Regions from separate parts of the Mus musculus genome. Here regions 2, 3, 4 and 5 are each linked to region 1. Evidence: chromatin contacts called from public Hi-C, HiCAR-type and promoter capture Hi-C data. All regions are on one chromosome and are shown on one strand. The core of a region is the stretch at or near the end of the contact, and the rest is flanking DNA. Distances in the headings are between cores, read along the strand shown. Region 1 holds the start of B3galnt2 (UDP-GalNAc:betaGlcNAc beta 1,3-galactosaminyltransferase, polypeptide 2). Region 2 holds the start of Mtr (5-methyltetrahydrofolate-homocysteine methyltransferase). Region 3 holds the start of Heatr1 (HEAT repeat containing 1). Region 4 holds the start of Gli3 (GLI-Kruppel family member GLI3). Region 5 holds the start of Ero1b (endoplasmic reticulum oxidoreductase 1 beta).

Region 1 (6,120 bases), core at 2,016-4,515:
TTTTTATGCCATGGGTATGTATGGCCCCCATAGACTTGTGTGTTTGAACAAGCCTACGGGGGCCAGGGAGTGGAATGTGATGGTTTATATATGTTTGGCCTAGGGAGTGGCACTATTAGGAGGTGTAGCCTTGTTGGAATAGGTGTTGGAATAGCTCCTCCTGCACCATGCCTGCCTGGATGCTGCCATGTTCTCACCTTGATAATGGACCAAACCTCTGAACCTGTAAGCCAGTCCCAGTTAAATGTTATTGTAAGAGTTGCCTTGGTTGTGATGTCTGTTCACAGCAGTAAAACCCAAACACTCACCAAAACTCCAGGAGTGACTCAGGCACTGACCTGAGTGTTTTGCTGACTAAATTCTTATAGCTTATATTCATGGGAACTGAAGTACTGAGATATAGCATAGCGGGATACTTTTGGAAGAGCCAACCCTAGGCAAAAGCTGGACATTAAGCTCAATTTGTCTTTGAACTGCTTGCCCAGTCTGTCAACAAGCAGCTGGACCCAGATATCCAGCCCTACACCTAGCTATACAAATATGTACTTGGTGATAAGCCACTTTTCTTTACAATTCTGGCTTCCTTTTTTCTAGATACCTTACAAAGAGTAGCCTTTTCCCAATTACATAAGATCTATATTGATCTATATTGATTTCTATATTGATCACTGCATAATTTCTGCTAAGGCACTGTCCAAAACCAGTCGGCAAAAATCGTCACAGTTTATATCCCCTGGCTATGATTTCCTTTCCTGTCTGTACCTATGGTGTGCTGTATTTCACAAGAGACCTTCCTCCTAACTAGCTGTGCTCCATGGCTGGTTTCAGCTGTTTAAAGTCACTACTTTAGAAAAGTTGCTAATCTTAGTACTGACATGACTTACTTCCCTCAGGTCCTTTTGTTCAGCTGTCACCTTTCCACATGGGCCTTCCTTGATCAACTCTTAGAGCTCTACCTCGTTTTTCCTCATCATACTCACCATCTCCATGATATATTCATAGTCTTATGCGTCTTCCCTTTCAAATGGTTAAGCCCTGGCAGGCCGGCACCTTACATTAATTATTTGCTAATTCTGACCTGCTTGAGAAGATGGCCCAGCAGCCCTCTACTGTTCGCTGAACCAACCATTAGCCAGAGGGCTTTTCTAATATTCAGGCAAGATAAATTTCCTTTTCAAAAAGTTATTGTACTAATGAAATGATTTATCAGGTCAAAGGGCTTGCTAAGTCTGATAATCAAACTCTGAACATCACAAAATCAGAACCCATGTGGTGGAAGGAGAGAACTGACTCACAAGTTGTCCTGCAACGTTTGCAAAAGCTCCATGCTGTACCAATTGTGCACTCAAGTGCACACGCATGCACATAAACACAGACACACAAATGTAAACAAGTACTATTGTGGCTTAAATGGGAATCCAGACAGAGTAGCAGAAAAGAAGCCAAAATAAATCTTAAAGTGTTATTTCAAGAGAAAGATATTTAGTAAAATCTCAGATTTTAGGCTTAATGTATGTGGTCAGAAAGTAAAAATGCCCAAATGTTTTAAATATTTCAACAGCAAAATAGGAAAAAGACCTGTGGGAACTTTTTGCAATCAAAATACTTCTGCTTTTGTTTTTGAAGTACCAGGGGAGGAGAGTGGGATAGGAATCTGTCTAATTAAAACATCCTACTGATTATCTGACAAAGCTTTGATATCAACACAAAAGTAATTTTTACAACTAGTATGACCCCATATAACCCTAAGTCTTCCTACAGTTTGCTTGCTTAATCCAGTCTATCCTAAATGGATAAGCACTAAGACATCAGGAAAAAAATCTGTTCCAAATCCAAAAGTTGTTTGCAGTCTTACTTAAACACAAGCTCAAAGGCAAGGTTTATTGTGTTGAACGCTAAAAGACTGTTAATGTTAAGGTCACATATATTCTACAGTGGGCTCTGCGTGTAGATTCCAGCAACTCACTCATCTTTGAGTGAGAGAGAGCACAACCCCAACAGATGTTAGGTGGCCAAGCATTTTGTATGTACGGCCCTTTTTTAACTAGTTTGTAAAAGTCTCACAAGCTAAATACGCATATAATGTACTTTCATTATACCACTTGGAAGTCATTCTTTTCAGTCACACAAATAGCCTTTCCAAAAAAATGGTGGTTGTCTAATAGGAAAAGAGATCACTACTAAAATAACCCCAGTGTAATCTGGTAACAGTCGGAGTTTTGAGGATTGCTAAATAAGGTATAAGACTTGGTTCTGTGATGGCTGTGAAGAACTGTTTTAAAACTTTCTGAAAAGAAAACAGCTGTTTGGATATGAAATGGTAAGATAAATCCTAACGTAGTTAAAAATTAAAGCATTACCCTATCTTTAAAATGGCTATAGAGTTCTCGACATATATAAGCATTCCGGGAAAAACTTGAAAATGACACACAGGAGACAAGAAAGTAGTGTTGAGGGTGGCAGGACAACACTGGATACGCACTGTGGGCAAACGCACCTTCAGATTGTAAGGCGAATGAGAACAAAGATTTCATTCCCACGATGGATGAAGTTTGGGAACAAATGTACGCGAAGTTAAAGAAGAATCCGGTATTCTTAGGCTCCTTAATTAGCAAGCTATCCAAGCAGAATACAGGGGCGACTCCACTCACAGCTGAACCCTAGTTCACGTCTAGGTCTTTTCCTGACTCACCTCATGATCAGAGACCACAAAGTACAGTCCGTCCCTCCTCGCTGCAAAGTGAGTCCTGACACGCAAAGCCAACACCGTCAGCACCGGCAAGCTCGCTCCCCCACCCCACCTCGGAGAGAAGCGCCCCAAGTTGTGACCAGGGCCCTCCCTCGACCACGACGCGGGCCGCTGAGCACACGCTGATAAGAAACGAACAGTTGGGTTCGCCCGACACTAAAGAAAGACTCGCTTGTTCCGTCCGTTCTGGGACGTCCGAGCCCTCCCTGTGCCCCTTCAGCCATCCCCCGCGGCCTCCCACGAGCGCAGCGACTCAGCCCCTCACCTCACCTGCCGCGCTGGGCCCGGTGTTGTGGGGGTCCGGCGGGGAACGGAGCCAGAGGTGCCAGAGGTGCAGCGCGGCCCCGAGCACGCAAGGGCACAGCAGCACCAGCCAGTTTCGCATTGGCCGCTCCCACCTCGCGCCCCCGCCGCGCTCTCCCGCGTCCCGGCCAATAGCGAGGGGACCTAAGAACACCGAGTGCCACCAGGAGTGTTCGCGCCCACGCCTGGCGTTGTCTCCGCCGCTCTCTCCTTAGATCCGCACCACGAGCGGCGGCCGCTTCCCGGCCAAGGCCACGCCCCCGCGTGCGTGGCCTTCCCACCCGTTCAGCCCTCCTCGCTCTCGCCCAGCCCTTCAGTCCGCGTCCCTGCACGCTCCTGTCTGCCGGAAGGGCGGGAGCGGTAGTCCCTCGCTGAGCCCAGGAGGGAGGCGTGCCTGAGATTGTAAGCCCGAGAAACTACGTTTCCCAGAGAGCTATGCGTGCTGCTACGCAACGCTGGAGGCGAAGTGCACACACGAAGCATGCGCGTCTCTCATCCGGCCGCGGTGCCTTAGCGGCACACTGAGCATGCGCATCCACCTTCTTGCTAGGGTTCCCCTGTAGTAAAGGCGGGTACCGCACACGGGGAACCTGCACGTTAACTGCTCAAGTTGCTGTACGACCCCCTCCGCTGTGGACATTGCTGCAGGGCGCATGACCTCGAGGAGCAGTTGCCCAGTCGGGGCAGGTTTGTATGGCACCTCAGCGCTCAACGAAATAATAGTGTGCTCCCCTGACCTATCCCATAAGAAGCGCAGCGGGGAGCCTGAGCGCCGAGTAGCAGGGAGTTTCCTGCTTCCCTCTAGTAAGCAACGGCGGGTGAGGAGGACGAGAAACACCGGGGCTTGCTATGGAAAGCGAGGACAGAGGAGAAGCCCGGATCTGGAGGCTGCCTGGGTGCGCACGCGCTCCTCACTAGGGTAACTGTCGGGAAGCACAGAAATGAGAGCTTCAGCTGCCAGATGACTTTGAAAAGTTCCCACCAAGTTGAGGTGACCAAATGTGTGAGGGCTGGGTTTGCAAAAGATCCATCTCCAACCAGCGTTAGGAAACGAGCGGACTTCACTGGAGCCACCTCTCAGGCTCAGCACCATATTGCCACTGAGTAGCGGTTTTGTATTAAAAAAGCAATTGTAGTAACACACACACACACAGACGCCCCCAGTGTCTCACGTAGTTAACAGGAAACTATTCTGCAGAGGATGGCCTTGAACTCTTGATCTTTCTGTCTTCATCTCCACAAGTGGTGCTTTGGGATGGAACCCAGGGCTTAATCCTTACTAGGCAAGCCCTCTACCAACTGAGCTATATCCTCAACCTGACACTGTTAAGATTGACTTTTTTAAAAAGATTTTATTTGATTTTTTTTTTCATTTGTGTGTGTACGCATGTGCAGGCTGGGGGGGGGGGCGTCTATCCCATCCCCTGGAGCTGGAGTTTCCCCGTGTTTGTGAGCCACCCTGTAGGTACTGGGAACTGAAATTGGGTGCTCAGGAAGAGCAGCCAGATCTCTTAACCATTGGGCCATCTCTTCAGCCCCTTAAGATAGCTTTTTCTTTGGCTATTTTTGCAATGTTTTTAATTTCAATTTTTTAATTTAGTTTAATCAGGTAAAAGCTGTGTTCTACTGTACTGTTTTATTATGTACTTAATAAAATAACTCACGTGGTCAAATTTGTTCCCATGAGAAGAAACTTGTTTGAGCGGTGATGAAGCTGAATGGTAGGGCCTTACCTACCAATGGGCAGTCTTGGGTTGATGCCCAACCTGTACAAAAAGGGGAGGGGACTCGTGTATTTGTTATTCATTACAAATCCAGAATAATTGAAACAATAATAATCATTTCATATCTCAGACTTTAGTACAGATCAGGAATTTGGGAGCTAAGTTCTAGTTCGTTTTCAAAGTTGCAGGAATATCATCAGCCAGGGCTGCAGTCATCTGAAGGCTTCATGGTGGTTGAAGAGTCTGCTTTGAACATTGCTTACTCAGATGGCAGACGTTTTAATGATGGAGACACATTGTCACTTCTGGGTTAGTCAATTGGTCACACAGAAAAGCCCTATAGAGTGGATACCTGTGTGCACAGTGTTCAGGTATTCACCAGGTGACTACCAGGAGTCGAAGATCACTGGGAACCATCCTAGATGCTGGCTAGCACAGTATGCCCTGAAAATTTGAGCACTAGTGTCTCAATACTCTGGGGTAACTTTAGGACCCCTAGTAACAAGAGTCCTGAAGACAGGAAAGAACACTTTTTTCCTTTTGAAGAGTAACAGAATTAAAGGATGAAATATATAGCTGCTTGGCAGATATCACCAACTTCTGTATATTCCTTTCCCTCTAAGGAAGAATAATTTCTATAACTTTCTTTTAAGGTTTATTTATTTATTTATTTATTTATTTGGTTTTTTTGAGACAGGGTTTCTCTGTGTAGCCCTGGCTATCCTGGAACTCACTTTGTAGAACAGGCTGGCCTCGAACTCCCAAGTGCTGGGATTAAAGGTGTGCACCACCATGCCCGGCTATGCACACAAGAGTTTTTATTCAGGCTTGAACCTGGGCCACAAACTATCCTGGTGCAATAGGATAGGAGAGCGACCCCAAAGTCTAGGGCATGGGGTTTATAGAGGAAAAAAACGCAAGTAGGGATTGGCAAGCCTTGGAGTTAAATGATTAAGTAAGAGGATAAAGGAATGTTGGCCTTTAAGCTGATTGGTTTACAGCATCTGATCAAACCGCAAGGAGGGAGCACACACCTAAAAGAAGCTTCATGACTTGGGAATGATTCATGTTTACTTAGCCCACCCTGGTATTATCGCTTGACTACAGCTGTTATGCCTATTTTGCAACTGTCAAGATCTCATGTTTTGTTTTGTTTTTTTCCAGAACTCAAGGGTGGGGGACAAGTCACTCTGAGGACAAAAACCTAAGATGGAGTCTAAAAAACCAAAATGGAGTTTGTTTTGCTACCTCAGTCCCTTCAGACTCAGGTCCTCTGTGACTCAGGTTTCTACCTTTCTTGGTAGAACTTTCTCTGTTTAAAAACTACGATGGGCCTAGGGAAAT
Region 2 (6,120 bases), core at 1,792-4,291, 1.7 Mb after region 1:
TCCTTTGTTTTTAAAATCTGAAAAAAGAAATGTTGTGTTTTGCAGGTCTTGGTGAGACACAGGAGGCTAATTCAAAGCCAAACTGTACTATATACTAAAATTCTATATTAAAAAGTGTTATGCCGGGCGTGGTGGTGCATGCCTTTAATCCCAGCACTTGGGAGGCAGAGGCAGAGGCAGGCGGACTTCTGAGTTCGAGGCCAGCCTGGTCTACAAAGTGAGTTCCAGGACAGCCGGGGCTACACTGAGAAACCCTGTCTCAAAAAACAAAAAACAAAAAAAAAAGAAAGAAAAGGTGTTATGTTGGAGCCACCATGAACAGCAAAGGAGGTCAATATCCTGAAAGAACCTAGAGGGGAAACCCCCACTCGTATCCCGAGTCGGCGTGCACCCAAAGAATCACGAGAGACTGTCTTGATGCAAACACACAAGGTAGTTTAATGATGGAGCTCTGGGCCGACATGTATCTCACACAGGAGACAACGGTTGTTGGCCACGAGGCTCAAAAGCTAGGGGTTTTTATAGAAAAGGGTCTGGGGCTGTAGGAGGAATTGGTGCGGTTTCACAGGATTGGTTTATTTAAACACCAGCAAACTGTATGTGCAGATCGAAGTAACAGCAGAGCATCTGGTTAACATTTAATCCACGTCAGAAGGGCGGGAGATATGGAGGCGCCAGGCCAGTCCAGACATGTCTTAGCATTCTCTTTATCTTTATGGCCAAGCAGCCTCAGGAATGTCTTAACGACAGGCCTGCCCGGGCATGTCCTGGCCTGTTCTGCTATGTTCTCAGTCCCAGGCTTCAAAGCTCACAAACAACTCTTTGGGCTATTTGACATAAATTACATGAATCACAGGTCTCAAGTTTTATTTTTCTTTCAATCCAACACAGCCTACCTACCCTGTGCAACCTCCTGGGAATCCAGTATATCCTCAGACCTTACATCTTCCTCAGGCTCCACCCTATACTGATGCTCCACCTGCATATTCAGAGCTCTATCGTCCAAGCTTTGTTCATCCAGGGGCTGCCACAGTCCCCACCATGTCAGCTGCATTTCCTGGCGCCTCATTGTATCTGCCTATGGCCCAGTCTGTGGCTGTTGGGCCTCTAGGTTCCACAATACCCATGGCTTATTATGCAGTTGGTCCCAACTATTCACCTGGCTCAGCAGTGTTGGTGGAAGGAGGGCATGATGCAGGTGCCAGATTTGGAGCTGGTGCCACCGCTGGCAACATTCCTCCTCCACCTCCTGGATGCCCTCCCAACACTGCTCAGCTCGCAGTCATGCAGGGAGCAAATGTCCCTGTAACTCAGCTCAAGGGAAACTTCTTCATGGGTGGTGTGATGGTTTGTATAACTTGGACCAGGGAGTGGCACCATCTGAAGGTGTGGCCTTCTTGGAATAGGTGTGACCTGCTTGGAATGGGTGTGTCACTGTGGGTGTGGGTATAAGATCCTCACCCTAGTTGCCTGGAAGTCAGTCTTCCACTAGCAGCCTTTGGATGAAGACATAGAACTCTCAGCTCCTCCTGCCCCATGCCTGCCTGCATACTGCCATGCTCCCACTTTGATGATAATGGACTGAACCTCTGAACCTGTAAGCCAGGCCCAGTTAAATGTTGTTTTTTATAAGACTTGCCTTGGTCATGGTGTCTGTTCACAGCAGTAAAACCCTAACTAAGACAGGTGGCTACACCATGTGGTGAGGAACCATGGTCACTCCTGTGCCAGGGAAGACATCTCATACCTTCAGCACTTCTCACAATGTAACTGCTTTAGTCATATTCACCTGAAGTTGCAGTTTAGACACATGTTTTTGGGGTGTCTTTCTGGTGTCAAAACTTTTGAGGCACTTTTCAAATTTAATAAGGAACCATGTAAGGGTAGCAGCCCCTCCCTAAAGCATTCTGAGGTAGGGGGTATCCATTCTTCAAATGAATGTGAGTGAAGCAGCCCAAGGTGCTTCCTTAATTCCTCTGGAGTGATGCTGTGCCATGCTGGTCTTTGCTTCTAGTAATAAAACATCAAATTAGGTTTGGAGGGAACTTTGATCTTCCTAAGGGAAAAAAATGTTATGTTTTATTTGTGTATTTCCTCTGACTAAAAAAAATATACCCTTCCTTTAAGACCCAACTACTTTGTTTGTTTGTGTGTGTGTGCGTGTGTGCATTGTATGCATGTCTGTGTGCTAAGATAAATGAGCTCCTGTATTGCAGAGCCCAAAGGAGACCATCTGTATTCTCCTTTCTCACTATCCACCTTATTTCTTTAGCCAGGATTGTTTTCTGAACCTGTAGCTCACTGGCTTTTCATTCAGACTGGCAGCTAGCAAAACCCAGGAATCTTCCCGTCTCTGCCCCAGATACTTATTTGCCTTAGAATACCATAAACCCTTTGGGATGTTTCCTACTTTCTTCTTTCCATGTTTAATTATTTGTGCAAGTTCTTACTGGCCCACTTGTGCTATCCAAGTGTGTATCTCAACTTGAGTGTTTTACTCAGTAAATGTTTAGTATCAGTGTGGCCATTAGCATCTATAGTGCCTCATAATTTCCATAGTGTACTCACGGGTTCTTTTTTTAACCCCTGTTGCAAGCCTATAAATTAATAGTCACTTTCATTCTAGTCTTTCTTTTCTGTGGATGAGGGAGACAAGATATTTAGTGTCTGCAAAACTAAGCTACAATTAATTTTCTGACTTCAGATTCCTGGCCCTTGATACTCCACCACTGATGAGAGCCAATACTATAGTATGAATTTTTCGACTAGAACTTGGAGAGGTCTTTGGGAACCATTTCCAGAACTCAGGGAAGAGACGCTCTGGTCTCCATAGGGACCCAGTACTCAGGACTACATCTCCCATAGGGCCACGGAGCAAAGCCTCCGGCGATTGGGTAACGACCAACAGCCTATACACGGCGGCGAGGAGCTGTTGAGGGCCAATCACATGCCGGGAAGGGGGCGGGCCCTCCTGCCGGAGGCTAGATTGAGCGGAGAGCTAACGGCGCAGTGGCGGCGGCGGCCGTCTCTACGTCGTCAATTCCTTTAGTCTGTCGCTGCGGCCTTGCTCTGTAGCGGGGAGCTCTGCGCTTGGGAGTTCCGTAAGAAGCGCGTGCCCGAGGCACGGTACCCGGAGGCCCGGTGTGTCGGCTCTGGAGCTTCGGGGATCTTGTCAGTTCGTCAGGCCAGAAAACGCTGGCTGGAGCCGCCCGCGGTGGAATTCTTTGGAGATCAAGCCTTCCCTGCTTGAGGAGGACTCTTGGCGGCGCGTCGCCTGCGCTGTTGTCACTCGGTAACTCCTCCATCCAGGTCTAGCGGTTCTGTGGGTGCCTCGGCTCTCCAGGAGTTTCTCCTTCGGAGACCCAGCCTGGAGTTCGGGGGGGACGCGGTCCTTGCTGGGTCTCTTTCTTCACTCACCCGCACACGCTCGGTCCGGTGGCGGAGCGACGAGCGCTGCCTTTAGCGCTGCAACTTCTAGCAACAACTTCCCGCGGGGCTCCTGGGAAGTTCTGCATGATATAACTGTATTCAGTAAATGTTTACGGAAAGCTGTCTGCCCGAGACGAGTTCAGATGCTGGGAGGCCGGTAAGGCAGCCTAGACAGTTGAACCACGTGGGGTTTTAATTTCCTTTTCTACTCTTTACTTTTGGAAACTCTGGCTTTAGCTTGACGGTTGCCTGACTGGACTCTCAGTACCCAGGAGTGGGGATGGAAGGCAGAATAGTAATCGCAAATTACTCGGATATTGGTGGCTCTGGCCTCCACAATGAGAAAAGACACAAAGGGAGTATAATTTCAGTTTTGAGTGTCTTAAAGATTTGGAGAGAGATTCCTATAAGACGTGTGAGTGAGGTAAGACGTAGAGTCGAGAGAATTAGTAATAAGGACATCAGGTTGTGCTTGCCCAGCGGACAGGAAGCTCTGGTTTAGTTAATCCCTAGCTCTGCATAAAGCTAGACTCGAAGGGGTTTACGTCTAAGGCTATTCTCTGGAACACAATGAGTTCTGGACCAGCCTCGGTAACATGAGATCCTGTTTCTTTTTAAGACAGAACAGTGAGTATGGTGTGGCATAGTGTGTAGCCCTAGGAGGAGGGTGAATATCTGACAAATAGGGCTGGTAGAATTGTTCTTGAAACCAGTGGGACATTGCCCGGCAGCACATTGCTGTTGCTATAAAAAAAGATCGCTCTTTTTCATAGAGTTACGGCATGGTTATTTAGTCTTTTAGGGCTTCAGGCTTCTTCCTTTCTTTTTAGAAAAAGAAGAGTAATTGAATATAGTTATTGCTGCAGAAAGCCTCTGAAAATTTAGAATAGATTAAATAGTGATCCCTTGCAGAAAATGAGAGAAAATGGTTGGCTATTTGCACCTGGCCCTGCTCTCTTCTCCACTTTCCTCCATGGGTGAACATCAAGTTCTAGGCTCCTTACCTGTAGCTTAGAAATAGTTCTGCCTCTCTCACCTATGTGTTGGTATTACAACCACGTTGCTTTAACATCCTAAAAAACCCTTAGCCACTGGTGTCCAGCTTTTGTTTTTTGTTTCTTTCTGTGTTATTTACTGTTATACTGTCAAGTCTCAAGGAAGAACTAAGATTACCGAACTTCAAGGTTGAACTGAAAGCTGGATATGTCCCAGGCTGTGGATATGGTTCAGTGGTGGAATGCTTGCCAAGAGTAAATCCCTCCAGCAGATGGTCAGGGAGAGGGTATAACCTCAGACCCTGTGTGTGAGAAAGTTTCTGCTGCAGCTTCTAGTGATCTCATGTTTCTCCCTTGCATGCTTTTATGAACTTAGCTAAGAGTGACTAATGGAAGAATGAATAAAAGGAGCCAGTGAATTGGTAGCAGCTCAGATCTCTTCTGGCCTTTAAAAATTAGTGGGAGAAAAAAATATTTCAAAAATGAGATAATATGTGAACAGATGCCTATAAAATGTAGCAAATCAGTTCAATCTAGAGATTAGAGGCCCCAGATGAAAGATGTGTCCTCCAAGGAGCTTGTGGAGCAGATTGTAAAGTAGCCAAAGCGGGAAACTGCTGAGAATGCATTGAGGTAGTTTGCTTGTAGTGCAAAAAAGAGAAGTATTTTTTATTCTACACCATTTTGTCCTGTGAAAGGGAAGTCCTTTTGTGACCCCTGTTAAGGCCATTCTCTCCAGAGGAGCTGTGTTCCTGACACTGTAGCATGTCACTTACAGGCCCATATTAGGAACTAATTGTCCTATAACTTGTTATTCTTTAAGTTGCTTGGTTTTCACTTGTTTGTTTGCAGTGCTGGGGTGCTAGGGAGTCTGCTGTAAGCCTTCGTACATGCTAGGCGAGTGATTTACCCTGAGCTGTAGCCCAGTCTTAGGTAGTTCTCGGCTACTACCTGACTTTATGTTCCTTTCAGCATCTGGTGGGTGCTGTCACCAGTTCTACATCTATTTATCCTTTGGAATATTTGCTGTGAAGACAAATGGTACCAAGTCAAGAGAAGGAAGAAAAGAAGAAGGAAAAACAAAACCTAAAACAACGAAATACCCGATTCTACAAAGCTGTAGGATCTACTCAAATTGGGGAAAATACAATTGCTTCATGGGCTTATTCACCAGGACGGGTCTCAGAACTCTTTTCTATGTAGCACTTATTTACATGCACACAGATATTAAACATAAAGCTGTTTCTAATCATCTACTGGGAGTTACTATGAAACCATGCCGCCTTTTATTCACCTTAAAAGATGTGTCAGAGAATCCGTTCTACATAGAGTAGTCGTCCCTTCTTTACTTTCCTGCTGAGATCAGACATAGAATCCGCTCTATTAAGTTGTAAAACACACAGAATATTCTAGACCTAATGAACTGAACACAGAAACTTTGAGGTGGGGCGCATTCTTTACAGAAGAATAAAGTTTCAGTGAATGCCCACACTATGCTAAGGGAAAGGACAGTCATTGGGAGGATTTGGTTTTTAAATTTTCCTTATTGTTTGAGGGGTGGCTCTGGTATGTTGGCTTGCACCTGTTGGCTAAAGTCTCAGGAGACCTGTTCTTTCTTCCTACCTTGGGGATGTGGCGACTCAGGCTCTCAGGTTTACACAGTAAGCACTTTTTCCTACAGAGCCTTCTCTTTGGC
Region 3 (6,120 bases), core at 2,294-4,793, 1.6 Mb after region 1:
AGATGGATGTGGAACCTAAGAAAAATATGAAACAATTAAATCAGTACAAAATACAAAAATCACAAAGGTCCTTCTTTTATATTCTTTTTCTTTTCTTTTTTTTTTTTTTTTTTTTTTTTGACAAAGTGTCACTGGATAGCCCTGCCTGGCATGGAATTTGCTATGCAGACAAGACCAGGATAGCCAAACTCACAGATCCCCCTGCCCCTGCTTCTCAAGAGTGTATCAACATGTCTGGAAGGTGCCTGCTTCTAAAAGGTGCAAATCCTGTCTCAATGAACTACAAAGAGCTAGGGCCAGTATCAATCACAACAAGATGAACACAAGAAGCCCTACATTTTGCATTCAAGTTAGAGTCAATGTGGTTTGAATCAATTTGGAGGCAGTAACATTTTGAATGTTCAGTATCAAAATTTATACCCTATTCACTTTCTTTCAACTTTAATGAAACTGTGTAGTCACCACTAAGTCACAGAAAGCTAGCAGGCTAACAAGACAATAAACACTGAGCTTCACTGAGCTTCTCTGTGCTACAGTCACTGTCTACAGCTTTTCTTAGCTATGTTTCCAAAACCAGGTTTTTTTGGGAGGGGGTGGGGGACAGTTGGGGGTTGGAGGGATTGTTGTTTTTCAAGACAGGGTTTCTCTATGTAGCCCTGATGCTCTGGAACATGCTTTAAAGATCAGTCTGGCCTTGAACTCAGAGCTCCGCCTGCCTCTGATCCCAAGCACTGGAACTAAAGATATGAGGCACCATAGCCAGCAAAAAAGAAAAAAAAATTAATAAGATCACATTAATTTATTCAGATAGAAAATGACAAATAAATTAATGGAAAAGGAAAAGATGACAACATATATAATTTGTATATGAACTTGAAAAAATTTTTTGTCAGTCTCTCTACATTAAAAATGTTTAAAGATTCTCCTATTCTCTTGCATGCACTTAAAAAACACCATGTATTATTGCCCACGTGAGCCTGTGCAGCACATGCATACCCTTGCCCACAAAGGTCAGAGGGCACTTGGACCTGGAGTTTTACAGATAGCTCTAAGTGGCTCTGACGTGAGTACTGAGAACCCAACCCAGGCCCTCTTCAAGAACACTAAGCACTCTTCACCACGAGCAATCTCTTAAACCCCTACATGGACTTTAATAGTAGCAGACCTTGCCTTCTATCTACTTTATACAAGCTTTGGTATTAACTAAAACACTACTTGAATGAAGCTTTCCTCAACAAACCCTGGCATAGCTACCTCTCTAAATCTTGTGTAAAACTTTATTTAGGTATTTATTTAAAAGATAGCAACCAAGGAAAACCTACAGATATATATATATTTTTTTATCACTTTAACATTTGCTGAATAAAGGTTACATGAAGAAGGGCTGTAGTGATGGCTCAGCCATCTACAGGATTTGTTGCTCTCGCAGAGGTCAGAGTTTGGTTCCTAGCACGTATAGTGCTTAGAGTACAAGGCCTGGTACATAAATGCTTAACGCGCACATCACTAATACCACGTGATTTGGGTTGATATTTTAAAAGACATTCTTTACACCTAGCGAGGTAAGAAGGAACTGTACGTTTTGCCCCCATGTTAACGGATCTGCAATGTGAAGCTGCATCAGCTCCTGAGTACTGATGCAGTTAAGGCTGGTCTGGTAGCACACACTTATAACCACACTACTGAGGACCTGGGAGGCAAAAAGAGGCAGATTTATAAATCTGAGGCAAACTGATCTACTTAGTAAGTTCCAGGCCAGACAGGCAAAAAAAAAAAAAAAGTAAGTCAAAACCCAGCTTGAGCCAGGTGTGGTATCGCCTCTAATCCCAGCACTTGGGAGGAAGAGGCAGGTGGATCTCTGGGTGTGAGGCAAGGGTGGTGTACACACTGAGTTCTAAGACAGCTGAGACTACACAGAGAAACTCTCTCTCCACAAACAAAACAAACAACAATAACAACAAACGAGAGCTCTATAATAAGACCTTATCCCCAAAACAAAACTAGCCAAAGACAATGACATACTTCTCAGACTTGGGGAAGAAGGTGGCAGATTTCTGTGAGTTTGAGGTCAACCAGAGATACACACTGAGACCATGTCTCAAAAAACAAACAAACAAACAAACAAACCCCCTAAACCCTAAACACACTAGACAGGAACTAATGGCACCCTATTCAAGAAGAGCATGTTCACTTGACATTCTAAACATCATGTTAACCTTTGAAATTTGTGAAAGCAATCTAGCTTACCAAGTGTTGGCAACTAATGAAGGTTTAGCTACCTGTGAATCAGCCATTCCAGACACTTCTGCGCTGGCTTGAGGAGGAAATAAGGAGACAAGTGAAGGAGGAACGATGAAATGTTTTCATCCAGCTGCTTGTTCACTGCTTTGGTCTGGACGCTGCGCTCCAAGCCTTTTGCCAGCTGGCTGAACAATGGCGCTTCAAACTGTTCAAAGGCAGGGTCAATCCCAAGAAGCTCCTCCAGGCCAGTGCATCCTAGGAGGAGAGTCACGTGTAACTTCTTTGTAGGCAAACCCAACAGATACTCTCCTGTTCTCCTCACCCCCAAGCTCATGAACTCTGTTACCATGTGTTAGACACTCTCAAACACTGGCTTTAGTTGTTAACATATAGGATAAATCTGACCCCCACTCACTAGGAGAAAAGAAAGTACTTCATGACAAGAACTCCACCCGAGCCCTTCTTTTTAGTCATTAAAACTACATCTAGTTCTGAAAGTCTCCTCTCACACCACAGTCATTGTCTCGGTTTCTTTACTTTTCTTCCTTTTTACATATTAGTTAGTTTGTGAAATTTCAGATACCATTATTTATAAATACATTCACACATCTAGCAGTATTGCTGTTTCCCACCCCCTTACCAAGAAAACAAGGTACTGCTCGGGAAGCGAACGGGGGGGGGGGCAAGAAAATACAGAACCTCCCCCCCCCCCAACTCCCCGATATCATGCTCTGGGAGCTTTGCTAAGTGAAAGGTGGCTCACCGATGGCAAAGGCGGTGTCCCTGTCGATTGTGGCCGCCTCCTTGGGGTCAAATAACAGAGAGGCAACTTCACGTCTCGATAGGAGGCTGGGATCAGTTTGAGGGAGGGCGAGTCGCTGGAGCTGCTGGGCTAAGGACGTCATCTTGCACGGAGGCGGATGTCTCAAAACACCGGCTAAGAACGAACAGCGTGAAAAGTTTTTAGGAAACGTCAGGCGCCTTAACAGATGGCAGGCCAGGGCTCATGCTCTGGCAATACAGCGCTCAGTCCTTTCGAGGACACAGAAACTTGCTTCCCCGACCCTCCAGGACCCACCACAGCAATTGCGTTAACTACGCCTCCGCAGCACCAGCTTTCCCCAGCTCTGCACCACGACCTCACGGCCCACCCGGCCACCCGTTCCAAGTCACGGCCGCGCCTAGCCGCACCGTGCTCCTCCTCACCCTGAACTCGGAATATCAGCAGGATTAGACAGCTAACAACTCCTCAGATCAGCTCCCACATGGTGCCGGCACTGTCCCGGAACTCTAAAGCACGCCTCATAGGAACTTCCGGCTTCTCACTACGGCAAGAGAAAAGGGACACCTTTGTAGAAAACGCAATACAACGGCCCCGCCTCCGTGACTCTAAGTTCCGCCTATTCAGGCCAGCCATTTAATTCCCCGCCTACTTTCCCCTCTAAGGGCCTGAACCTCAAAGCCCCACCCTCCGCTCGCTCATCCAGTTAAGCTCCGCCTTCCATCCGCACCTCTTTCCAAGACACCACATTTATTCCACGCCCCTCCTTTAAGCTCCACCCTCACGAAAATGTGCTAAGCCACGCCTACAGTACCTCCCCCTTCTTTCCAGAAAGCCACCTATAAGTCCCGCCCCTCCGCTCCTTGGTGCTACAGCTCGCTTCTCTAGGTACCCGACGCCTCGCTCAGTGTTGCTATGTGCCTTCAGGCTTAGGTCTGGGATTCTTTTTCCCCAACCGCCTTTGGGAGCTTTACGGGTGTGTAGCAGGAACCGGTCATTCACGAGATACTTATCCAGCCTGCGAGGGGCTGAAGCGCGGGAAGCCGCGTTTCTAATTCTAATGCTACCCGAGGAGGGCACAAACCTAACGTGAGTTGTAGTTCTCAGTGCAATCTGGTTGCTCTGTAAGTAGTAAACACTCGCTGAACGCAGTTACTGACAACCTTATCACCTTTGCCTTGTCTGCAGTCCTAGGGAGTGGTGTTTTTCTTATTCTGTTATTATTATTATTAGAAACATGACATTTTAATTTTTTTAAGTGAAAATAACTTTTTTCAAGATGGGAGGTGGCGGCTCACTTCTTTAATTCCAGCTCGAGGGAGGCAGAGGCAGTCAGATCTGAATTCGAGGCAAGCCTGATTTGTGGAGTGAGTTTCAGAATATCCAGAGCTGCACAGAGAAACCTTGTCTCAAAAACAAACAAAAAACAAAAACAAAAAATACACAAAACTTTTTTGTTTTCATATTCTGGTTACAGTTTCGTTCCACAACTCTTCCCAGATCCTCCAACACTTCCCCTTCCACCCAAATCCACACCGTTTTTTCTCTTTCTTATTTAGGGTACAAACATACGATGATGACGACGAAGGCGATAGGCAAAATAAAAACAAACATCAGAATAAGACAAAACAAAGAGAAGAAAAAAGTGCCAAAGAAAAAGCTCAAGAAACACATATAGAAAGAGACATACCTGCTTATACACACAGAAAGCTTATAAAAATGCAAAACCAGAAACGGAGATATATACGCAAAGGACCTATAAGGAGGGGAAAAGATGCCCTGACAAAGAATTATGAGGCAAAAAAGGTCCAAAAATGCTACAGAGTTAGTTCAAGTTAGCTCATCTTACATTGTCCATATGGTAATTGGGACCTAGCCTTAGGTTTGCACAGTGAGTTAGCTCCACTGTAGAAAACTGATTTGTGAGTGATTGTCAGTGGGAGATACCTCTGGGTTAGGGACAGGGGCTTGTGTCCTTCCTCTCTCAGTGCTGAAAGCCCATCTGCTCCAGACCTGTGGAAGCCCTGTGCGTGCGTGCTGCCACAGTCTCTTCTGCTGTGTTTGGAAGGTCTTGCTTTCCTGGTGTCTTCCATCCCCACTGGCTCTTTCTATCTTTTTGTCCTCCTCTCCTACCGTCCCCTTTGGCCTCCTTTTTGCCTTCCTGAGGGAGTGGGGGGGGGGATTAGATGGAAACATCATATTTACGACTGAGTATTTGAGGTCTCTCATTCTCTAGACATTACCCAGCTGTGGCTCTCTGTATTTGTTCTCTTCTGCTGCAGGAGGAAGTTTCTCTGGTAGCAGCTAAGCAAGAAATACTGATCTGAGTATAGCAGAATGTCTTTAAGAGCTGTGTGTGTGTGTGTGTGTGTGTGTGTGTGTGTGTGTGTGTGTGTGTGTGTGTGTGTATTTAAAAGTCTCATATATATACTATTGTCTAATATATATATTAGTTCCCTAGCCTATCTGGTCTCAGATTCTTGGCCACTAAGCAGTGTAAGGCATGGAATCCATCTCATGGACTGGCCCTTAAATCCAACCAGGTATTCATTGGTTACTCCTCAACTTTGCGCCATCATTGTACCAGCATAGCTTGCAGGCAGCTCACTGTTATCGATCAAAGGTTTGGTAGCTAGATTGGTCTTTACCTTTCTCTCTAGTAAGCATGCAGTGCACCTCCCAGGACCATTAACACTAGTCAGTAGGTGTGAAGGCTGTTTGTAGGCACCAGCTCGACTTCTCCACGTTCGATGAATTGTGTAGATGTTGTCTGCAGCAATATGGCCTTACAGTCAGTTTGTGGAGAGCAATCAACAGCTTTGGCAATAGCCTGGGTTGTCTGGAGATGCCTATGGGGCCCCTTTGGCTAACAACTTGATTCGATGTAACCCATTCCTGGGACTGGAGACTTCATTTGGTAACGAAAGACATCCAATTGGGGCTCCATTTTCCCATGATTTGGTAATTCCACTTGGATCACCTTCATATATGTCTATATTTTAGAAGTTTCCATACAACCCGTCAAATGGCCCTTAGTTTTAGCTGTCTCTCCCTGTATTTCCTCCCTCACCCCTTTCTTCTCTCTCTCTCTCTCTCTC
Region 4 (6,120 bases), core at 2,539-5,038, 1.5 Mb before region 1:
GTTAAACACAAATGCATGGAGACATTTGACTGCTGCTTGGCGTTGCTGCTCGAGTTATATAAAAGCTTTTGCAGCTCCTTTTGCTGTCAATATATCAAAGTTTAAAAAAAAAATCATCAAAGTGTGAAATTTCATTTAAAGTCTTCACCAGTCTACAGCTCTATTTCACAGGCCCATCAAATAAAAGTAAAGATGAAAAATACACTGGAAAGTACTTGAGAAAGTTTGCAGCAGCGCCGGGCCCTGTTGCAGTTTATTGTCTGCCTCTATTTGCTTTGAAAGTAGAACAGATCAATTTCCATGTAGAAAACTGACAATGTGGGGTGAAGAGCAGCAGCTTCTCCCTGGCTCTAATGAGAAGACAACCTGAAATCATTATTAGAGAACCTTTTGTTTAACAAATGTGTTTGTATGTGTTGGTTCTGTAGCCATTTCAGCCTTTGATTGCCTCTCGATCTAAAAGTTGGCAGAAAATTCCTTGAATCTTCCAAAGCAAATCAGACCAACCTCAGAATATGAATGCCAGGAGAACTAAAACCTCCTTCAAAGAACTCCTCAGCTAGGGATTTACAACAATTTCAGAAAGGAGAAAAGTCTGACTTTTAAGATAATCTACTATCGTCTAAAAGCATTAACATTCCATTACTAAGGTTTTCCTGAACATTTCATGACTCAATGACTCATGTCTTCGAGACTGATTTTTCTCAGAACATTGCTGTCTCCATATAAGTGAGTGCACACAACAATGAGCATTAAAGTGTTTCCTTTCATAAGCTTCCAAACTGTCCTCAGAAATCGGGGAGGGGAATGCAGCAAGCAGGATGGATGCCTTACGGGGGACTCACTTCTAAATGCCTGAGCCCAGAGGATGCCTGTAACTCTTGCAGCATGCAGGTAATTAAGAAAACTTCACTGGCTTCAAAACAAAGGAGAGTCCAACTTTTAGGCCTTGGAATCCAATTGTTAAATTAACAATGCTTTCATTAAGTAAGCAATGAAATAACGCGACAGAGTTATTTTTCATCAATGCTGAATTTTCTCCTTTGCAAATTAGACATACAATAAAAACTGTAAGGACACTGGAGTTCAATCAAGGAGTGTGTAAAAAGCACAGGGAATTGGTAGGCATCTGAGCTAAGCCTGCCAGTCTATTAGCAATAAAGCAATCTATATCTTTTAAAGTGTTTCTGCCTGTGTGAAATTTCAGCAGACACCTCTCACATTGAACTTATTCATGCAGCTAAACCCAGCCTTCCCTAGGCTGACTTTAAGAATTACGTACCCTGAAAGGATCTCCCCTTAGGCGGAGAGTTTCTAATTAAATAGCTTTTAGTGTAAAATAAACTCTCTGCTCTGTATAAATATGCAATTTCAGCTAATTTAAATGTTATTTCATGTTTGTTTTAAGGTCTGACTATAATCTAACTGGCCACAGAGCTCGTGGACCAGATTGTTAAAGCCAATATTTCCTAACATAAACAAATTCTGTAGATACTCTGCACAGTTTACATTGTTAAAACCAATCTCCACTGCTTTAATATATCCTCTATTGCGCTGCCTTAGAAAAATGAAGTGATTCTGAGGTTATTTCACTATTTTAAAACAGCATTTTCCTGCTTCAAAATAATCTTGACACGTGTAATTAAGAAACTGTCAGACTATTATTAATTTTTAATTTAAAACCCAAATGAAATAATTACAGGAATCAATCAATAAGGCACCTATTCAAATTACAGAGCAATTACATAAATACTCAAAATTAATACTTTAGGCCAGTTCTTGAAGAATTCAGTCTATAACTCGTGAAGACATCAAACAGTGCAAGCTTGTGACATGAGAACGAAGGAAAGGTTTCCCCTAAAATAGACTAAAATGAGATTATTTCAGATGGCAGAGCACAGTTCCCCTTCCCCCAGCCATGCCCAATGCTCTCAAGCTGCAACTCTTTTTCTAGAAGTTATTTCCACCAGACACATATTTCAGGAAAAGAAAGAAAGAAAGAAAGAAAGAAAGAAAGAAAGGAAGGAAGGAAGGAAGGAAGGAAGAAAGAAAGAAAGAAAGAAAGAAAGAAAGAAAGAAAGAAAGAAAGAAAAGAGAAGCAAGCTAGCTAACCAGCCTGCCGGCCTCATCCAAGTTCTGCACAAAATCATTTAGAAAGGGGAGTGGGGGGTTAATCACTTGAATGTTCAGCAGAGTGCACGTACTGGGCTGTGAAAAGCTGTAATTGAGGAGGAGAAGGAGAGGAAAAGAAGGGCACGAGGTGTTTTTGGAACTAATAATACCAGCGGGGCTAATGGCACTGCCCCTGTATTTGCACAGCGGCCGGCCCTCCATACCTCGGACTAAAGAGTTCTTTTACTTGAGGACGACAGTCCATCATTTCAAACTGAAGTGGCAGCTGGAAAATGTGGAACAGCTGGCACAGAGCTGGGAGAAAATGTTTTACATAAATATATGTACATATAAACTGGCAGAGGGCCATGAGCACTGTACCCAAGGCCAGAATCTACAACCAAGTTGGGGGAGGAGAAAGGGTAAACGCGGTGCAGGAAACTTCCCTAAGTGGTCTTTACACACACACAGCCAAGAAAGCCTGGGGGGAGGGGGGGTATGGCTTGGTACTCAAAAAGGTGCACTCCGGGACACAGGCACAAAGTTCACAGAAGGATACTAAGTTCATCAAAGGATAATAAGCAAAGGCCGGGCCGAGTGTGAGGGCATGTGGCCATCTGCTGAAAAGTCGCTTCACCAACTATTCAAATGTATGATCAATATTAACTCTGCCACATCCTCGGGGTCCCACTGCAACTCCAGAAAGTTAAGTGTCCCCAGCAGAGTAGAGTGATCCGTACCCAACTCTGCTCTGTGCAAATTCGGCCTCTTGGTTACCGCAAGGGCCACGGCTACTTTTCTTTCTTTCTCTTTTCTTTCTTTCTGCTCTACCTCTGGAAAGGAAGAGACAGAGTTCCAAATCACGCACAGATGGCACAACTTTCACTTTTCCTCTCCCACCGCGGAGGCGCGCCCTCCATCCGCTCACCCCGCACCCCCACCCTCAGAAGTGAAGGCGGGACCCTGGAGAGCGGGGCAGCGGCGGCTCGGCGCATCCCCAGGCGCTGCGCGCAAGCCAAGCTGCGGCTTGCGGGGGCGCGAGGACCAGCCGCAGCTCCGGACTCCCGGAGCTCTGCGCAGCACTTGGCGAGAAGTAGGCACGGACGCCGCCGCTGCAAACTTGGTCCGCGCGCCCTGGGGCAGGAGCTCTGCAGTCCGGAGAGCCGAGACCCGATCCCCGAGAGCGCGGGAAGGCGCGAGCGCACACAAGCCGCTCCGACGCCGCCGGGAAGCTCGACAGGGAGGGCTGCGGGGCCCGCAAAACAAAGAACTTCAGGCGGGACGTACCTGCGGCTTTGGCTGTCAGGTCCCAAATCCACAGACCTGCGCCGGCGGAGCGGCAGGCGGACTCGGGCTACCGTGGATGGCCTGACTGATCCCAGCGTGCGGCCCCGGCGGGCATGGTGTGGCGTGGGCCGGCGACGGGGCGAGCGGGCGAGGAGGGGAGCGGCGGGCGGGCGGACGAGTGTGCGGGCGCCGGCGGTGCGGCCCGGTCCGCTCCCTCCCGCCGCTGCAGCCCGCGCATCAGTTTCAGGGATCCTGTAATCTGATCCCTCTGAGTCACCGGCCCTGAGTGACAGTTCTGATTTGGTTCAACCGCGGGTGGGAGGAGAAAGAGAAAGAAAGGAGCCCCCCGACCGTCAAGTCGACTTTTCAACGACTAAGGGCCCGTCCAGGCCGAGCGCCCCGGTTGCAAAAGTTGAGCTCCGCCGCGCGCGCCCTTCGCGCTCCCCTCCGCGCGCTCCTGCGCTCCTCCTCCTCCCCGCCCTCCTTCCCCAAGTTTTCACAGATGTGGTCAGACTCTGCTCTCCTTCCCGGCTCCTTCTTCCCTCGCGCGCCCCCACCCCCGCCCCGTCCCTCTAATTTCCGCCACTCGGAGGAGCGCTGGGGGGGACGCGCCGAGCCGCGGGACGACGCCGCCGCCGCCGCCGCCGCCGCCGCCGCAGGGGGCGAAGTTGGTTTAAAAACTTGGGAAGACTGCTCGCCTTACTTTGCTTTCCCGCTCCTTTCCAGGCCGCGCCCGGCGGGGTCCCGCTCCGCGCGCGCGGATCCCAGGGCGCTGCGCTGAGGGGCGGCACTGAGGCCGCGCGTCGGGCCGGGCAGGGCTGGCGCGGGCAGCCGGGAGCCACGCGCTCCACCGCCTCCGCCCCTCCCGGGTCCTCACACAGACACATCCAGGCCTGCTCCTCCTCTTCCCCCTCCTTGACCCCGCGCCCGCGCGGCGCGCCAGGCCCCACCCACCCGGCAGGAGGAAGGGGCCCGCGGGTGATGTCACCCGAGCCCTCCAGGCCTGCGCTCCCGCGCAGCCGAGCAGCCGGGGCTCGCGCGCTGCCGGGCGCTTCGCCCATGCCGCCTCTCTTCGCCCCCCCCCCCCCCAACTCCGCTCTCGGGCTGGACTCCCCTTCCTTCTCTAGAGACCTCTCAGATCGCCACTGCCCCACCCCCGCACACCTCCTGGTACTTTTCCCTAGGCCAAGCCTGAAACTTCCTCTCGCGGGATGATGCTTTTGAAAGTTGAAGACTTTCCTCCCCGTTGCGTTAAACTCCGTTTGGGACGTCTCGCCGTACAGCCTACTGTCCCCGTGGGCCACTTTGCAAAGAACACAAAGACCCGAGCTGGGAACCGGGACTTGAGCTGAGAACCCTGACTTGCACGGGGTTCTTTTCCTTAAGATGCAGAGTGCCTGTCCTTGGTTTCTTTTAAAAGACCCATGTTACTTCAACGGGCCAGTGCACTCATCTCTCTCTCCCCATCCAGGTACTCACCCCAACCTGTTACTTGAAAGGGAGGATTTCAAGGGGGTGGAAGAAAGAAGAAAACCCAAGAGACATTCCAGAATACCGGAGTAAGCAGTTGGCCCACCAGGAGTGCCTTGGTGCTCAGGGTGCTCTGTGGCAGCCGTCTTGAAGGCAGAGTGGGTGGATGAATAGCTATAATAATTTGAAGAACATTTTGAAATTCACGTGCTAAACTGGGGAAAATTTTTAACGGAATTGACAGTGTATTCGTTATTTGTTTCTGGTGACTTGTTGCTTATGACAAAGACAAAAGCAGAGAGTGACTTAAGCTTTCAGTGTGGGGCTCCAGACACTTCTTAGCCATTTTTAAGCTTTCTCTCCGCTACAACACTCTGTAAGGCAAAGAGTGAAACATCCTTCACTCATCTCGGAGTGCAGGAATATCAACAGAGGTAGCCCCAACCCTCCCCTCAGTAACTGGCCCCAGGCCCCAGAGTATTCCCTCAGCCTCTGTAGACTCTGAGCCCACAGTAGATGAGCGAGAAAATGCAGTCCTCCTAAGTCCCGGGACGGCTATGGATCTCCAGTGAGATTATACCTGCAAAGTTATAAAAGACGACATCGTGTGTGAGAACTATTTTCCTTTTTGGTATTTCAAGTTAGTCAGAGGGATGGTGTGTTTCATTAATGTCAGATACATTGTTTCTGGCATTTGGGGCTGCTGCTGCCTCCACCGCGAGAATGTAAATACTGCATCCTGATAGTTTTCTCTGCTTATCCAGTGGCAAAAGGGACAGCCCATAAATCACCGGGCATAAAATATAAATTTTGACTTTTACTTCTTACAGTCTCGCAGCACATTCTGAGTCATAAAGATCTTGATTTGGGGTTCTAAAAAACACTGGAACAAAGAAAAACATTGCAAAGCTTCCTTCCCACCACGCTATCAGAACTTAGCTAATAACCAAGAAGGAACTCCGCTTTGCATCCTAAACTTTGATTCCCTCACCTTAGGAGAGGTGGGCAACTCAGATTGGCTGACAAACGCATGCACGTGAACATGGTTTACAGAAATGGTAAAGAAAAAAAAAAAATTGCCTCGCTGTGAGTTAAATAATGTCATGGAGTTTCAATACATGTTAGCTTCATAACTCTTTTGCCCAGGGAAATCTTGGATACAAATCCCAAAATGAAACAAGAGGAATTCTTGAAGGTGGGGTGTCCTTAAAATTGGAACCTTAAATCTTATGCATCACCCACCTCCTGTCC
Region 5 (6,120 bases), core at 1,580-4,079, 1.4 Mb after region 1:
CTTTTTTCCTTTTCCACAAAATGGGGCTCATTTTCCATTCACACTTACACTAACAATGTATCTCTTTGGGGGTCTCTTATGATTTTTCCATTTTTAGGGAAGACACTGGTGTTATTTCTTACCAATTCTACCTCCACGAAGCTGTGAGACTAAAAGCTTGGTCTTCAGGTTTAAAAGAAACAAATCCTCCGGGTAGTGGAATGAGTCCCACATTTCTGACCTCCATTTAGTGGGGAGCTCTGTGTTCCTTGATTTCATGCCACCTCAGATGGGCATTTTAAAGGGTTTCAAATATATTTGACAGAAATATCCTTTTACAGGAAAACTGTATGTTAGCATGCCATGAACCATATTTGCATTTCATTTATAAGAAAATGGGGCATCAGATATACAAATGAACATCCTCTCACATAGTCAAAAACATTTTCCTGCTTTCAATATAGAAGGCAAAGTACCTATTTCCTTAAATGACTTTGATTTCTTGTGAACAGAGGTGTTTGTTCAACAATTCTAATTCTTCCTCTTACTTTTACTCTTTCTCCCCCTGCACACCCCGTCCCCCAAGTTTAGGATGCATGAGAAGTAGAGGAACTGTCTATGTTCCACCTTCTGATTGTCTGGTCTCTGTTTTTCTGTCCACTGAAGCAAGTATGCTGATTTGTTAATGCTGGGTAGAGCATAAAGGGCTACATTAGGGCCCCAGTTTATGTAACTTAATAAGCCAATTAAGCTCTCTGAACTTCACTTAACCACCACAGCCTTACACATGATATGTACCAAATAAAATGAGGTAATATATAATTAAACATGTTACAGGTTAAAGTGCTATCTAAAAATGACATCAAAACTGTATTTAGAAGAACAAAATATACTTTTGTAGACAGGCACGGTGTTACTTTGAAATGCACAAATATTTTATTGTTGATATATATATTACAAATATATATCAACAAATAGAATTACAGGTACATTATAAACCACTAATTACATGTGATTATTGGTAGCTAGAGAAACCTTAAGTGAAGCTTCTAGACTAGTGATTTTAAAAGTATACAATTAATTAATGACATATATCAAGCAAGAAAACAAGAAATCAGACTTTATTTAAAAGTTCTAAATGTAAGCTCCACTCAAGTCAAACACTCAAACTAGTAACTACAAAGTAACTTTGCTATTGACAGCCTAGGAAATTTATTTTTTCTAAATCTGATAGATACACCCAGAATCCTATCATAGTGTTTGCCAAGCCTGACTAAAGTATAGTGGAAAGAACAATTGCATCACAGACACTTACAAGGCTTGTTTAAAATTCTGATTCCTTGCTCAGTTCCAGATGGACTCAGCAAGCTCCACGTTTAACAAAAGGTTTCTTTTCCTTTCCCTTTCTTCCTTCTTTTCTCTGACTGGTTCATTGTTTAGTTTTTTGAGAGAGGGTCTTGCTATGTAGTCCTGGCTAACCCAGAATCTCAATATGTAGGCCAGCGTCCAACCTGCGGCAATCCTACTGTTTTTCCTACTGTTTGTGTTTTTTACCCCTGAGAGCTGAGGCTACAGGTGTATGCCACTGTTCCTAGCTGTTTATTTTTATCAAATCATTCAAGAGAACTCACACATGGACACAAACAGAATATTCTTGTATTCTAGGACTTCATGCTGGACACCATAACACCATGAACAAGGCAGAAAAACATGTTTACACGGTTACTCTCACAGTTACCATCATTTTTTTTTCTCTTAGCAATGAGTGTTAATTGCTTCAAACTGCATGCCCCTCATTATCAGGCCATCTGAGACACTTTTGTTTTTCTTCGGTTTTGGCTCTTCGAGCTAGCACTTTGCAGCAGGTGCAGACAAGATATAGCAGCATCTGGCAACCTGTTCAAACCTTCCTCACTAAAAGAGGCAGAGCTAACCTATCTCTTTTCAAGGCAAGAGGCTGTGCTTTGGCTTTCGAGTATGTAGTGAACACTTCAGTAATACCTGCCTAACCAAGGCAACGTCAAAGTCTACCGGACTGTCCAGCCAGCAAGCCTCACTATAGACTTAAGAAGCCCACAGTAGGGGCCTAGGCCCTCCAGTGTCATAACTGGGCTCACCTGGCATGCCACTTTGCATACGTAGGACAGGTGGATAATTATAAAGCGGGTAATGCCTATAGCTATCTCTAGAGCACAAGTTCAAGGAAATGAAGTAATGCCCCCTCTAGCCCAGGAAGAGGATGGAGGGTCTGCCTCCCTGTCATCTGAGGGAAGGATGTCAGAGGTTTGTGTCCCCAACACCTTCACCACTCAAGACTTGTGTCTCCCCGTCACCATCACAAAGATAAAGCCGCTAGCGCTTACTGGCCGTCACCATCTTCCTCTTCCGTAAACCATCACCACGCGTGTCGTGTCCCCGCGCCCGCCGCGCTTTACAGACGTTTCCCGCACTAGCCGGCGCGGTTCTCAATCCCTGGCTGGCCACTCGCACCTGCACCTCGGCCTCTCGGCGACGCCGGCGTGACCCGTCCCCTGCCTTTGGTCCTCGGGCTTACCTGAGTCTTGACCAGACTTGAGAGGAAGCTCAGGGTGACAAGCAGTTGCACCGCGGCCGCCGCCCCCTGCCCAGTAACGGCCCGGCGGAACCCCGGACTCATGGTGACCTCGGCCGCTGCCGTCGCCTCGGCCGATCGGGGCTGGGGAACGACGGCCCGCCGCGACGACGACAGCAGGGGGCAGTGCCTGGGAGCCGGGAGCCTCCAGGACCCGGGGTCTGAGCGCCGGTCTCGGGCAAGGAACACTCTACCGTTCGCAGCAGCAGCGACTGATGTACCAGTGCTGCGCGCCCCCGCTTCATCCCAGGAGGCCCCGCCCCCGGCGTCCTCAGTTATGATCACGCCCTCTGCGCAAAGCCTTCTGGGAGTTGTAGTCCCTGTAGCCCCTTGGGGCCCCCCCACAGTGGGAAGGTCTTGAAAATGGAGAACTACAGGCTCGGAGGTCGCTCTGCCTCCCTGAGGCGGGGCTCCGCGGCGGCCAATGAGGCGGGACCACGAGGCCTCCAAAACACCCAGGAGCAGGCGGGAGAGTGGGTGCTGTTTTAGGGGTTGGCCTGAGGTGGTGGAACCTCTGTTTCGTCGCTCTGAGAAACAAGACTGTCCACCCCCATCCCCGCAGGTCTTCAGGCACTATGCCAATAGCTCTTTGTCACCGCTTGACCTACTGGGGCCAGGATTTTCTCGCCAGGCCGGCCGAATCTTTGACTTGCTATTCCCAAGAGCTTTCTTTGCCTTTTTTCTCACCTCTGCAGCTACCTAAAACCACCTGGCATCTTGTCAGGAAGTCTTCAGCACCTCCTTCATGTCACATGCCCCAGAAGTATCATTGCTTGGTGTCTCCACTACTCCTCTACCAACACCAGAAAATCTATAATACATTTTAAAGGATGAAGGAAAACCCCAGTCTATACAGTGAAAAACGAAGAATCGGGATAAACGCACAGAAAAGCTTAAAGGGACATAGACTATCCCAAATGTAACACATTCTAGATGGTTTTGTGGTCTTAATTACACCTCAAATATTGTTCTGGGATTATGTAAGGTTATGTACATAAGCTTCCTGTAGTCCCTAGCAAATAAGTGATCAATTAATGGTAATCGCTAACTTTACCGATATTCCTGAGTTATAGGAAACTTACATTCAGTAGTATGTATCAATTTGTCATTGTTGATGTAACAAATGACCAGAAGGGTAGTGATTGAAAACAACCCCAATGTATTATCTTACATTCTGGAAGCCAGAAAACTAAAACAAACTGCATCCATTTGGAATATTCTAGAGAATAATGTTTCCTTGCTTTTTCTAGCTTCTATGGCCAATCAAATTCCTAGATTCAGGACCTCACATGACACAGTGGCATAGCCTGCTTTTGTCGTCTGTGCTTTCTGACCCTATCTCTCTTGTGTCCCTACATATAAAGACTTTCGATTGCATGGTGCTCACCCGGATAACCCAGGCAATTTCCTGATCTCAAAATCCTTAATCACATCTTCAAAATCTCCTCTGGCCTCTCTGGTAACATGAGAACATTCGCATCCATGATTCCATCTAGACCCACTGCATGATCTGTAGGGTCAGCCAGAAATGAAAGTCCAGGGGAAATGAGAAGACTTTTAAGGCGGAGACAACAGAACAATAAACCAGTCCAAGACCCTGGAACTTCACAGGCCATCTTCCCATGTCACCAGCTCCCTTTTCTCCACATAGCTAACAGAGAACTGTGTGCGACTTGCTTCTCAAAGCTGCCTTTCTATGCTCTTCATCGCTCTGCGCTTTGGGTATGCATGGGACTTTCCTCAGGTCCCTTTGTGCTGCAATTGGCCCAGATAATGTGTACATCATGGAACATAGCCATTTTTTTTAGTTATAAACTGCCTTATTTTTAAATTTCACATTTTAAATATCTGATATCAAGGGCAGAAACCATGCCTGTCATTCGGAGCACTTCAGGGCCTGTCACAAAGAAAAACTTGAGCTTTTCTATCAACTTTTCAATTGGTAGAAGAAAAACAAGTTTACAAAGATTATAATGGCACACACACCATTTGTTTTAGCTCAGAAACTTTACTCACAATGTTTGGAAACATTTTTTTCTCTCAGTGAGTGAAATCAGACATGGGTGTTTTTCATGAAAAAGAAAGGTTCACATTGCCCTGTGCTGTGATCTGTTTTAGCGTTTGCTGTAATGAGCAGGATGAGGAGTTGATTAATTGATGAATAAGCTACTGTCCTCTGTTTTAGCCTTGCGGTTTATTTCTTATTAGAGCAGGCATTGCCTTTATAATGATACCCATGCTCCTTACCTACACTCCTTAACTTCAAACTTCCCATCCTAGTTAGGGGTTTGCAAGTTGAAACAGGAAGAACCTTTGTAGCAAGCTATAGAAAAATTCAGATCCAGCTAGATTTAAAAACAATAAGAAAACTAGTAATAAGTCAGGAAAACTGGCAACTTTGGGAATGAACAAGGCTTCATCACTTACAGTTCCAGAAAAGTGAGTCCATCGGGGTGTGACTCAAGGACCAAAAGGAGCATGGACCGTTCTGGACTTTTCCAGAACATTCCCATTGGCTTGGCTCATTGTTCTCGGTTACTTTTCACACTCTATCCTCCCATCAAACTTCAAATTACTCCTCAAGTTTAGCTGAGAGAAGGGGAGATGAGGGGAGGTAAAGAAGGGGAGAGAGAAAGAGAGAGAGAGAGAGAGAGAGAGAGAGAGAGAGAGAGAGAGAGAACAGAAATCCTGCAGGATTACAAAGAATGGGAAGAGGTACACAAATTCATGGAAGCCATTCTCTAAGTATGTCTCACGAATTTACTTTATTTTTTGTGGTTGTAGAAATTGAACCTAGGGCCTCACACATGTCAGACAAGCACTCTACTACTGAGCCATGTCCCTGGCCCTCTTCATGGTTTCATTTTAAAAACATTTTTATTTATGCATATATGTGTGTGCATGCAGTGCCTGCAGATGACAGAGAAAGGAATCAGATCCCCCTGGAACTGGAGTTATAGGAGGCTGGGGGCTGCCTGCTATGGGTGGTTAGGAGAGAACTGGGCCCTTCTGCAAGGGCAGCAAGCGTTCTTAACCACTGAGCCATCTCTCCAACTCCCTTTTTTAAATCTTGCTAAGTTGCCTAGAGAGGCCATGAGATTTCCATGTACGTGCCTCAAGCCAACTGAGTAGCCAGAATTGCAGGCCTGCCTCCAGGCCTGGCTTTAAAAGCACTTTTCTTTCTTTCTTTCTTTCTTTCTTTCTTTCTTTCTTTCTTTCTTTCTTTCTTTCTTCCTTCCTTCCTTCCTTCCTTCCTTTCTTTCATCCTTTCTTTCTTTCTTTCTTTCTTTCTTTCTTTCTTTCTTTCTAACCTTGGCTTGCACTCTATATTCATTAAATTGTCACAGATGTCCCGGTCTATGGGTACACAGAAAAGTATACCAAATAAAGCTGTAATATGTTTTTGCAGATAATGCAATTTATTATTTACAAACCACCTGGCTTAGACAAGCCTAATTTTCTGGAACTAAGGGACAGGAAAATTGTTTTTCTTTCAGTGGAAAAAAATATATGAGCCTCACAGATCAATT

What was found. Promoter capture Hi-C pulls out the DNA fragments that hold promoters and counts their contacts. Hi-C and Micro-C count contacts between places; a contact is called where the count stands out from the background. HiCAR-type assays count read pairs that join an accessible place to other places.
Region 2: a contact with region 1 is called in a Hi-C map of B cells, with 6 read pairs. The contact joins the promoter of Mtr here to the promoter of B3galnt2 in region 1. A contact is called at or near these places in 1 of 39 promoter capture datasets (pre-B cells) and 1 of 484 Hi-C or Micro-C datasets (B cells).
Region 3: a promoter capture Hi-C map of pre-B cells shows a contact between it and region 1. The contact joins the promoter of Heatr1 here to the promoter of B3galnt2 in region 1. A contact is called at or near these places in 3 of 39 promoter capture datasets (cranial neural crest, liver and pre-B cells), 1 of 484 Hi-C or Micro-C datasets (rod photoreceptor), 1 of 115 datasets of contacts at active chromatin or transcription factors (astrocytes) and 2 of 9 other capture datasets (adipose tissue and liver).
Region 4: a HiCAR-type map of astrocytes shows a contact between it and region 1, with 4 times the contacts expected there. The contact joins the promoter of Gli3 here to the promoter of B3galnt2 in region 1. A contact is called at or near these places in 1 of 39 promoter capture datasets (stem cell-derived epiblast-like cells) and 1 of 115 datasets of contacts at active chromatin or transcription factors (astrocytes).
Region 5: a promoter capture Hi-C map of pre-B cells shows a contact between it and region 1. The contact joins the promoter of Ero1b here to the promoter of B3galnt2 in region 1. A contact is called at or near these places in 3 of 39 promoter capture datasets (cranial neural crest, liver and pre-B cells) and 1 of 484 Hi-C or Micro-C datasets (uterus).

Annotation. Positions count from the first base shown.
Region 1 is chr13:13,951,819-13,957,938 of GRCm38.p6, reverse strand. B3galnt2 (UDP-GalNAc:betaGlcNAc beta 1,3-galactosaminyltransferase, polypeptide 2) reads right to left here and starts at 3,265. Exons shown (of 12, transcript NM_178640.3): 1 at 3,020-3,265. The coding sequence starts at 3,134.
Region 2 is chr13:12,255,034-12,261,153 of GRCm38.p6, reverse strand. Mtr (5-methyltetrahydrofolate-homocysteine methyltransferase) reads left to right here and starts at 3,041. Exons shown (of 33, transcript NM_001081128.3): 1 at 3,041-3,292.
Region 3 is chr13:12,392,798-12,398,917 of GRCm38.p6, reverse strand. It overlaps Heatr1 (HEAT repeat containing 1), which reads right to left and starts at 3,543. Exons shown (of 45, transcript NM_144835.4): 1 at 3,448-3,543; 2 at 3,005-3,178; 3 at 2,280-2,496; 4 at 1-15. The coding sequence starts at 3,146.
Region 4 is chr13:15,461,391-15,467,510 of GRCm38.p6, reverse strand. Gli3 (GLI-Kruppel family member GLI3) reads right to left here and starts at 3,788. Exons shown (of 15, transcript NM_008130.3): 1 at 3,400-3,788. It overlaps Gm6556 (a long non-coding RNA gene), which reads left to right and starts at 2,893. Exons shown (of 1, transcript XR_001780862.2): 1 at 2,893-6,120.
Region 5 is chr13:12,562,592-12,568,711 of GRCm38.p6, reverse strand. It overlaps Ero1b (endoplasmic reticulum oxidoreductase 1 beta), which reads right to left and starts at 2,829. Exons shown (of 16, transcript NM_026184.2): 1 at 2,534-2,829. The coding sequence starts at 2,635.